Regions from separate parts of the Athene noctua genome. Here region 2 is linked to region 1. The links are chromatin contacts, called in public Hi-C maps. All regions are on one chromosome and are shown on one strand. Each heading gives the region's core, a stretch centred on a gene start, on an enhancer-like site or on the middle of the called end of the contact. The rest is flanking DNA. Distances are from core to core; before and after follow the strand shown. Region 1 holds the start of GOT2 (glutamic-oxaloacetic transaminase 2). Region 2 holds the start of VAC14 (VAC14 component of PIKFYVE complex).

Region 1 (4,720 bases), core at 1,772-4,271:
ACACGCAGACCATCGTAAGTGGGACCTCCAGGCTGGTCCCGGGGGACCATGACTCTCCCGGGACAGGGCAGGGACCAAGAACACCCCCCCCACCCCCCCCGGGGGTCTCACCACCCCGCAGTGGGTGGGAGGGAGGGGAGAAGGAGGCAGTGGGTGACCGGGTGCTGCTTGTGTCCCGCCAGCTGCGGATGTTCGACATGAATGGCGACGGAAAGCTGGGACTGTCGGAGATGTCCCGGTAAGGTCACAGGCAGCCAGAAGGAAGTGGTGGGGAGGGAAAGACACCCCGAAACACCCACTTCAGGAAGAGTCTGCTCCAGCTTCCGAGGAAAACTATTTACCTCTTTAATTTGCTCATGTTTCTGAGCGAAAAGCCATTTTGGTTTTAAAAAGTGTCTTTTTCTGGCTGCTTCCCATTCATCCCTGCCTTTGTTGTTTTTCAGACTTTTGCCTGTGCAAGAAAACTTCCTTCTGAAGTTTAAGGTAAAATAAAAACAATACTTTTTAAAAAAGCAAACATTCCTGTTCCCTGCTTGTGCTTCTGTCCCCTCCCTCACACCCCGGTGTCCCTTGCTGCTGCCCAGGGGATGAAGCTGTCCTCGGAGGAGTTCAATGCCATCTTTGCCTTCTATGACAAGGTAGGGAGCCGGCTCCCAGGAAACTGCCCTGAATAAATAGAACTTGTCAAAAAAAAACCAGCAACCCCAAAACTACAAGGTTTTGGTTGGGCCCGTTGCCCACTCTGTTTTGGGGTGCGAGTGCTGGGTTTGGCCGTGGCTGTGGTGGGTCAGGGTCTGGGGGTGCCCCCCACAACCATGAGCAGGGGGGCTCACGTCCTTCCCCCTGCTGACATCCCTCCCTCGTTGCCCAGGATGGGAGCGGCTTCATTGATGAGAACGAGCTGGATGCGCTTTTAAAAGACCTGTATGAGAAGAATAAGAAAGTAAGTGGGGGAGGGTAAGTGGGGGAGCCCCCCCCCCGGCCTCCCGTGGGCCTTCTCCCCTCTCCCAGCAGCATCTTCCACCCCCTGTGTCCCTGCTCCTTGGGGACCAGGAGAGATGCTGGTCCAGTTGCCAATCCTGTGTCCCCATAAGAGGCTGTGCCGGAGCTTGGGGGGGGTGGGGGGTGTCCCCCAACCTGGGGGTGCCCCCCAGGGAGAAACAGGGTGCACACTCCTGTCACGCCTCCATTCCTTGCAGGAGATGAGCATCCAGCAGCTCACCAACTACAGGAAGAGCATCATGAACCTCTCCGACGGGGGCAAACTCTACCGCAAGGAGCTGGAGATCGTGCTCTGCAACGAGCCCCCCATGTAGGACCCCTCCCCACTCCTCCTCCTCCCTGAAAACAAGTGCAATGGGGAGCACCCACCACTGCAGTGCCGGCAGGGGGCACGGGGGGAAGAGGGCCCCCCCCACACACACCCCCTGTGCCCCCTGCCAACACTCCCTCAGCAACTATTGGGTTTGTTGTAGGTCATTAAAATCCCACCTTGGGGGAAAACTCTTTTTTTTTTTTTTTTACCCCATCCGCCTGGTTGGTTTAATTTTCTTTGGGGGAGGGTGGGGGGGGTGGGGTGTGTGTGTGTCATTTTTGTTCATTTGGTCTCTTCCTGAGTTTTTATCATTTACCAAAGAACAGTTTACAAATAAATTCAAGTACTGCTAGACCCAAGCCCCTCTTTCCTTGTCCCACGGTGGGGCAGGGAGAGGTGAGACCCCCCCACCCCAGCCCCACTGGGACACAGTTGCCGGGTAGGGAAGACGGCTGGAGCTTTTGGAAAGCCTCTATAGATTGGGGGGGGGGGGGGGGGGGGCGGGGAGAAATGTTGCAAAATCCCCTGGGGTGCAGAGTGCAGGCAGGATGGGGACACTGATGTCCCCAGCTCGGTGACATCCGGGACAGCACACTGCCCAGCAACTCCCAGTTCCCCCTCCCAGCCAGGCAGGGGTATCCCAAGGGTTGTGTGTCATCTCCTGCCCAGTTTAAGAAACAAGTCCCAAGGTGGCAATGCTGGTGGAGTCCCAGTGCCACCTATCCCGGTGGTGGTGGGTGCTGGGGAGGTGCGGGAGGTGCTGGCCTCCAGGCTGAGACCCCATGGGTGTCAGCAGCATCAGTGGGAGCAGGGTGCAAGTGTGGGCGAGTAGGGGCTGTGGCCGTGGGGCGAGTGCGGTGCTGGCAGGGGTGAGGGAGGGGCAGCCCCTCTACTGCCCAGTATGGCCCAGTTCAGCCCTATACAGCCCGGTATGGTGCAGTGCAGTTCTTTATGGCCATGTACAGCCCAGTATGGCACAGTACAGTCCTGTATGGCCCTGTACAGCCCAGTGGGGTGCACTGCAGTCCTATACAGTCAAGTGCAGCCTGAAAGAGCCCAGTATCACTCAATACAGCCCTGCACGGTTCAGTATAGACCAGTGTGGTCCAATACCACTCCCTGTCACTCCACATGGTGCTGTACAGTCCTATGCAGCTAAGTACAGCCCAGTACAGCCCCGTGCCCTGTACAGCCCTATATGGCTCAGTACAGGCCAGTATGGAACAGCGCAGTCTTATATGGCCAAGTACAGCCACATACAATCCAGTATGGCCCAATACTTCATGGCCAAGTACAGCCCAGTATGGTCCATTACAGTCCTGTATAGCCTGGTACAGGCAGTGTGACCCAACACCACCCTGTACAGACCTGTATGGCCCCATACAGTGCTGTAGAGTCCTACACAGTGAAGCACAGCCCAGTACAGCGCTGTACAGCCTACTGTGGTGCGGTACAGTCCTCTGTGTCCCAGCATGGTCCAGTACAACCTGGTACAAGATAGCCCAGTAACAGCCCAGTGCGGCTCACCGCACCCCAGTCGACCCCTTGGTATCCCACCCAGCACAGCCCAGCACAGCCCAGTACTGCCCAGCACAGCCCAGCACAGCCCAATACATCGCAGGAGCGGGCGGGCAGCGCGGTTGCAGCGAGGCCTCCCGGCCGCCAGGGGGCGGGTGTCGACGCGGCCCGGCGCATGCGCGGGGCGGGGCGCGAGGCCGGCGGCCGCTACGTGAGGTGTCCGCTCGCCAGCCCGCCCGCCGCCGCCATGGCTCTGCTGCACACCCGCTGGCTCCTCACCGCCCCGCGCCTCGCCGCCGCCGCCCGCGCCAGGTGAGGGCTGAGGGGCGGCTCAGCCCCCGCGGCCGCCCTTACCGCCCGCCGGTGCCGGCGGAAGGGCCTTCCTGCCGCCGGGCCCGGGGCCGGGCGCACCTGTGAGGCTGGCGGGGGGGGGGGGGGGGGGGGTGCCGTGCGGAAGCGTGTCCCTCCGCGGAGCCTGTAGACGCCGCCGGTGACGTCGCGGTGGGGCAGGGGGTTGCCGGGGGGACGGCGCGCGGATTGGCTGGGGCGCGCAGCGAGTCGGGGGGCGCGCGGCGCCTCCTCACGCTCTGATTGGCCGCGGCCGGGCCCGGCGCCCCCCGGCCTGTCCTTGAGGAGCCGCCGTGGAGGGCGCGCGCGTGTGTGCGCGCATCGGGGCCGGGGGCGCCCTCCGCGGCCAGCATCGGGGCCGGGGTCCAGCGGGGCCGTGGAGACCCTCTGCACCGAGAAATGGGGCTGGGGTGCTGCTGGAGGGATGCAGTGGGGTTGGGGGGACCCTCTGCACCAAGAATTGGGACCGCGGTGCTGCTGAGGGGTGCGCTGTGCAACAGGGCATGAAGGGCCCCACGTGCTGTGAAACGGGGCAGGGGCGCTGCTGTTGGGGTGCGTGGAGCGATGCAGCCAAGGGGACCCCACGCACTGTGAAATGGGGCTGGGGTGCTACTGCCTGGCGTGCACCGTGTAGTGGGAGTGGAGGGAGCCCTGCACGGTGAAATGGGGCTGCCGGTGTGCAGCACTGCCTGCGCCAGAGCCCTGCCTTCAGGTGTGCAAAACCTGGCGTGAGCCGGATGGGTGGGAGCGAGGGTGTTTCTGGGGGGATCGCTTCTGCACTGGCAGCTCTGGGCTCCGCTGTCACTGAAGCCAGCAGAGGGATGGGTGGAAGGACACAGGGTGCAGCTGGAGCCCCAGAACAGCTCCACGAAGTACAGCTGACCCGAGAGACATCGGGCACTGGCAGGGAACACCACCATGATCAGCAGGCCAAGGAGCAGAGTGTGCTGAGGGGTCTGGGCAAGGCCTTGCTGCTCTCCAGAGCCTGTTGACTCCTGACCCATATTGGCTCAGGAAGCTTTAAGGAACAGTTCCCAGTCCTTGTCAGAGCAGGAAAGCAGTAGGGTTTTATTTTCCCATCCCAGCAGATAGAGGAGGCAATTAGATATTGATTAACCCTGTTCTGTAAAACATGGCCCCTCGCTGCCCTGTGAGGGGAATGCTCCCAGCCTTTGCTGCTTCTGAGGTAGCCTGCTGGCTCTTCTCAGCACATGCTGGGGAACAGCTATCTAGAACTTGTGCTTTCTGCACTTGGACTGTAGTGAGCCTCTGAAAGGTCTGCAAGCCCACTGCCAATAGCTTTGCTTTTCTTAAGCTTGTTACACAGCAAACTATAAATTACCAAATTGAATTAAGGTCACCTAAAAGAGATGCAGGTTGTCCCTTTTATAAAGAGCCTTTGTGCACAGCCCCTGTTGTGCCCAAAGAGTGGCTCTTTATCCCCTGACAGGGGATGCCAAACAGTGATTAGCAGTTTTTGTTTCTTTATCTTCAGCAACTTTGCCTGGTGCTTGGAGCAGTTACCATTGCTCTGTGCTG
Region 2 (4,589 bases), core at 1,445-3,944, 190 kb before region 1:
TTGAAGGGATAGGATGAGGAGTAAAGGCTTTAAACCGGAAGAGGGAAGATTTAGATTAGATATAAGGAAGAAATTCTTTACTGCGAGGGCAGCAAGACACTGGCACACGTTGCCCAGAGAAGCTGTGGCTGCCCCCTCCCTGGAAGGGTTCAAGGCCAGGTTGGACGGGGCTTTGGGCAACCTGGGCTGGTGGAAGGTGTCCCTGCCTGTGGCAGGGGGGTGGGACTAGATGATGCTTAAGGTCTCTTACAACCCAAACCATTCTGTGATTCTGTGAAAGCAGCTGCCCCCTTTCTCCCTCACTCTCACCACTCTGAAGCTGAGTTCGGCAACAGTTACAGGCCAACACGCTCTCACAAACACGGCCCCACCTCCAGTCCCACACCAGCAGCAGGCTCCAGCAGGAAAAACACACTGAGTTCAAGCAGCACCAACCCTTGGGTTGATTATTTTACTGTTGAGTTTTAACGGATGGAGCTTTGTTTGAACAAGAATAGCTTTACAGACTGTCTTAAGAGTTTCAAGAGCTCAAGATTTAACAAATGGGGCAAAAGGCAGTGAAAAGTAATGCTCAGCACCAGAGAGTTTGCAAGCAGCAGGACCTGCTCCCACGTTACTGGCCAGAGGACAAGGAGGTACCTGAGCTGAGAGGCAGCAAGTCCCTCTTGCTTGATGCCAGAGACATGCAAGATGATGGCTTTTAGCTGACCTAAACCTGTGTACCTGCAGAAAGGGTTGGACCTTGCCTTCCTCCTCCTCATACCCACACAGGGTTTCCACCTCAACCCCCTAAACTGCCTGACCCCAAATCAGCCTTTGGTTGGTATAAACCAACCATGGAACCTGAATCCTGGGGCAGAATAAGTCAAAGCAGAGCTGCTTGGGTAAGGAGGATCACCCCTCCCAGCAGCAGCCCAGGGGCAGTTACTGAAGTATTTCTGAGGGTGAATTTATGAGGACTGTGCAACACATCTGCCACAACCCACCCTGAAGTAACCATTCCTATAAAGAAGAGAGAAAATGAGGTAAAGGGGAACACACAGAACAGAAGAAGGGGCTGGCTGAGTTGGGTTTGTACCTGAACAAACACTCACCCCATCCCAAGAGCCATTTTCTCTGCTGCTCACCTCCCACGCAGGAGCCTCCACATTCAAGGCACATGGCCCTCACTCCACATCGCTCCCACGTCTCCCGTGAACCCTCAGCAGAGTGACTCCATCCCCACATCACTGGCTGCTCCCCTCACAGGCTCACCAGAGCTGCCTCTCCCACCCAGGCCTCACCCTCCAGCTTGGATCGTTGCTCCCAGCCCTGTGCTGAGCTGTCCCCTGAGGAGATGCTAGGGATCTCCTCCATGAGCTGAGCTCTCGGGCAGTGCCCAGGGAGGACACTGCTTCCTAGGCAAAGCTGCGGAGCAGAGTGGCTCAAAGCACCCCGACCAGCACAGCAAGAGCAACAAGATGCACAGGGAACGTGGACGGGCAGCACGTAGAGGGGGCACAGCCATGCCAGCAGACACCCGCAGACCTTTGCTTAGGACGCTCCGAAAGGAAGGCCCAAACTCTGCTCAAACAGCAGCGGTACAGCAAAACTAAAGGCAACACCCAAGAGCTGTAGGTGCCAGCAGGCGCTTCGCAGCCCTGCAGCTGTCACAGAGCGTGGGATGAGCTCGGGCTAGACCTCAGGGGAGAGGCAGGATGGCACCACGAGGTGATGAACCCAGGCTGATCCCTGACGGGCCCTGGACGACCGGCACGGCCGCCCCAGCACCAGCCTGCTGCCCCCACTGCGGCTCCTGCCCGCTGCCCGGTGAGACCCTCGGGTCCCCCAGCCGTGGTCACAGAGCCAGCCACCTCCAGGAGCGCGGCAGGAGAGCGAGCACCGCACCTCCAACAAGCGCCGCGCCTCCAAGGAGTGTCTAAAGTCCCGTTACTCAGGCGTTTCCTCCGCGGGGTGTTGGGCGGTGGCACCCACCGCCAGACCCAGGGGCTCACCGGCACGACTCCCGCCCCGGGACACGCGCCCCGAACCGGCGGGTCCCCGCGGGTGCCCAAGCTCTGACGGGCTCGGAGAGAAACTTCAGCGAGTGGTGACACAGGGATGGGAGACACGGAGCCGCGCCGGGGCACAGCCCCTCCTGCCCGGGCACTGCCCCCTGCCAGGGTCACCGCGCAACCCGAGTCCCCTCCCTGGGCTCCCGGCCCTGCAGCCTCCCCGGTGCCCCGGACCCCCGGCGGTGACCCCTTCCCCCGAAGCCCCCAGCTCCCACCGGGGAGCCGAGCCGGGCCGATCTCCTCCCGCGGCCAGCTCCACCGGGCACGGCGGGACCCACCCGAGCATCACGGGCCGGCTCCCGCCACCCCGCGGCCGCAGGTGGCCCCAGCACCATCCCCAACCCCTCTCCCAGGCCCTCCCCGGGGCGCCGGGCCGGCCTTCATCCCCTCCTGGCCCCGCGGCCGGCGCTGGGACAGCCCGGAGCGGCACCGCCCCCGTTGCCCTCCCGGTTCCCGGCGGTTCCCGGCAACCCCCGCCCCTCCGCGCCGCTCACTTCTCGATCTCGAGGGCCGCCACCTTCCTCTTCTCGTAGAGCTTATCGTTCAGCGCCCGCACCACGCTGGGCGCCAGCGGCGCCAAGTCCCGCTCGGCGTTCATGGTCCCCCCGGTCCCGGCCCCGCCGCCACCGGCGGCCACGTGACCCCGGCCGGCCGGCCCGCCCACGTGACCCCTCCGCCACGCTGCAGCGCGCCCCCGCGCGGCGCGGAGGCCGCCTCCTGCCGCCTCAGCCCTGGCGCCACCGGCCCCGCTGGGCTTAGGGCAAAACGAGCTCGTTTATTACACACGCGACGGGTTCAGTGCAAAGGGAAGGGGTTTAGGCCAAAGCGACCGCTGCAGCGGTGACTGTGCCCCGCAGGTAACGCCCCGACACCCACGGTGAGAGGCTGCTGCACCCGGGCACCCCGAGGGGCTCCCAGGGGCACGCGGGTCACTGGTGAGCCGGGAGGCCCCGCAGGTTGTAGACCCAGGAGACACCCCCCGCCCTAGGGCAGGAGACCACCATCTTGCTGGTGATGGGGGCTGCGCCACCCTCCAAGGAGACAGAGAGGGAGGTGGTTCGGGGGCCCTGAGGGTGAAGGCTGAGTGCTCCACCTGGCACTGGAAGGCCATGGGCTGCAGGAAGATGTTCTTGAAGGAGGTGGAGGCAGTGCCACCAGTCTGGATGGGAAATGGGCTCTGGGAGGGTAAGGCTGAAGAGGGGGATGCTGTATTCCCCCCCCCCAAGCAGGGAGGAGAGCTGCAGTGTGGCCCTGGCTTCGCCCATCTGGCAGGGCTTGAAGGGCACCTCCATGCTCACCTCCGAGCCTCCCAGGCTGGAGGAAGCTATGCCGATGGTTTTCTCTGTCAGTAAGTCGGCGCAGTTGGGTCTGCACAGGGGAGAGAAGATACCATGGTGGGTGCAGGTCACAAAAGCAGAGCCAGCACCTCGGGAAGAAACCGAGGGTCCCCACCGTCATGTTGGCCAGGGTCCCTGTCCCTTGCCTGTCACCGCTGCACCTGTCCCCACCACCCCATGCCTGTGAGGAATGGCCATCAGGGCTGTCCAAACGTGACCAGCGGGGACAACTCTGCACTCAAGCTCTAGGAGACCTTAAACCCCAGCTCTGACTGCATAAGTCCAGGCACCATGGGACCTGCAAGAGCAGGGAGCATCTGCAAGTGAAGACAGGCCAGCTGGGGACAAGCCCAGCATTGGTGGGGAGACCTGCAGGCTCACATGGCCACCCCAGCTCTGCCAGGCTAAGCTAGAGGGGCAGGGTCGCTTCACAGAGTGGGCTGACGCTGGCCAGATGAGCTGCCTCCTAGCAAGAGCCCAGGGCAGGCAGGGTCACCTGGAGGAGGTAGTCGGTCTTCTGCTGGGCATTAAATGATAACATTAGTTTGGTGGTGATGGTCTGACTAGAGCACAGTGTGGTGCAGAAGTAGTTGGGGCTTCTCCAGCCTGCTCAGGGTGGCATTCAGATGCAGATTGTAGGAGAAAGAGCCCAAGTTGCTGCTCCAGAGTACCAGGCACCCGGTACTCTCACCCACTTTCAGGGACTGGTACTCAAAGATAAGATCAGCCTGGGAGGAACAAAAGGAAAAGCCACTGGGTCAGGCAGAGATGGGGAAGGCAGGACCTGCAATGGGGGTAATCGGTCCCTGTTGTGCTCCAGCAATGCTGGAAGGCAGCCCAGCACTCTCCCTCACTCCAGCTCCCTCTCTCTGGGGCAGGGCCTTGCTGCATCTGGGGGACAGTTCACTTGGGGAACTTTCCCCAATAGCTGGGAGCCCTCCAGAACTATCCCAGAAGCTTTCCACCTTAAAATCCCCTCTACTCCCCCAGGGCACAAAACACCTATGGATCCAGGCTGAAGACACCATGCCAGGGGGGTAAGGCATGCCCTGCAGCCACTCTAAACTGAAAATACCCACCCTAAATACAGAGCCTGAGGCGCAAGGACCCGCCCGCCCCATGAGGCCTGGTGGGAGCATCTCACAAGGAGTGGCATGGCAGACCCCCGCTAGGAATATTCTCTATGCTGCTTCCCCTC

Evidence for each region. A called contact is a pair of places that touch in the nucleus more often than the background predicts.
Region 2: a contact with region 1 is called in a Hi-C map of heart, with 4 times the contacts expected there. The contact joins the promoter of VAC14 here to the promoter of GOT2 in region 1. A contact is called at or near these places in 2 of 2 Hi-C or Micro-C datasets (heart and liver).

What each region holds. Positions count from the first base shown.
Region 1 is chr9:5,872,452-5,877,171 of bAthNoc1.hap1.1, reverse strand. It overlaps GOT2 (glutamic-oxaloacetic transaminase 2), which reads left to right and starts at 3,021. Exons shown (of 9, transcript XM_074913434.1): 1 at 3,021-3,145. The coding sequence starts at 3,081. It overlaps CALB2 (calbindin 2), which reads left to right. Exons shown (of 10, transcript XM_074913550.1): 5 at 1-14; 6 at 183-238; 7 at 444-483; 8 at 585-638; 9 at 872-943; 10 at 1,200-1,547. The coding sequence ends at 1,316.
Region 2 is chr9:6,064,652-6,069,240 of bAthNoc1.hap1.1, reverse strand. It overlaps VAC14 (VAC14 component of PIKFYVE complex), which reads right to left and starts at 2,694. Exons shown (of 20, transcript XR_012634184.1): 1 at 2,549-2,694. HYDIN (HYDIN axonemal central pair apparatus protein) reads right to left here. Exons shown (of 56, transcript XM_074913662.1): 52 at 3,982-4,119; 53 at 3,880-3,980; 54 at 3,234-3,422; 55 at 3,120-3,232; 56 at 2,984-3,117. The coding sequence ends at 2,984.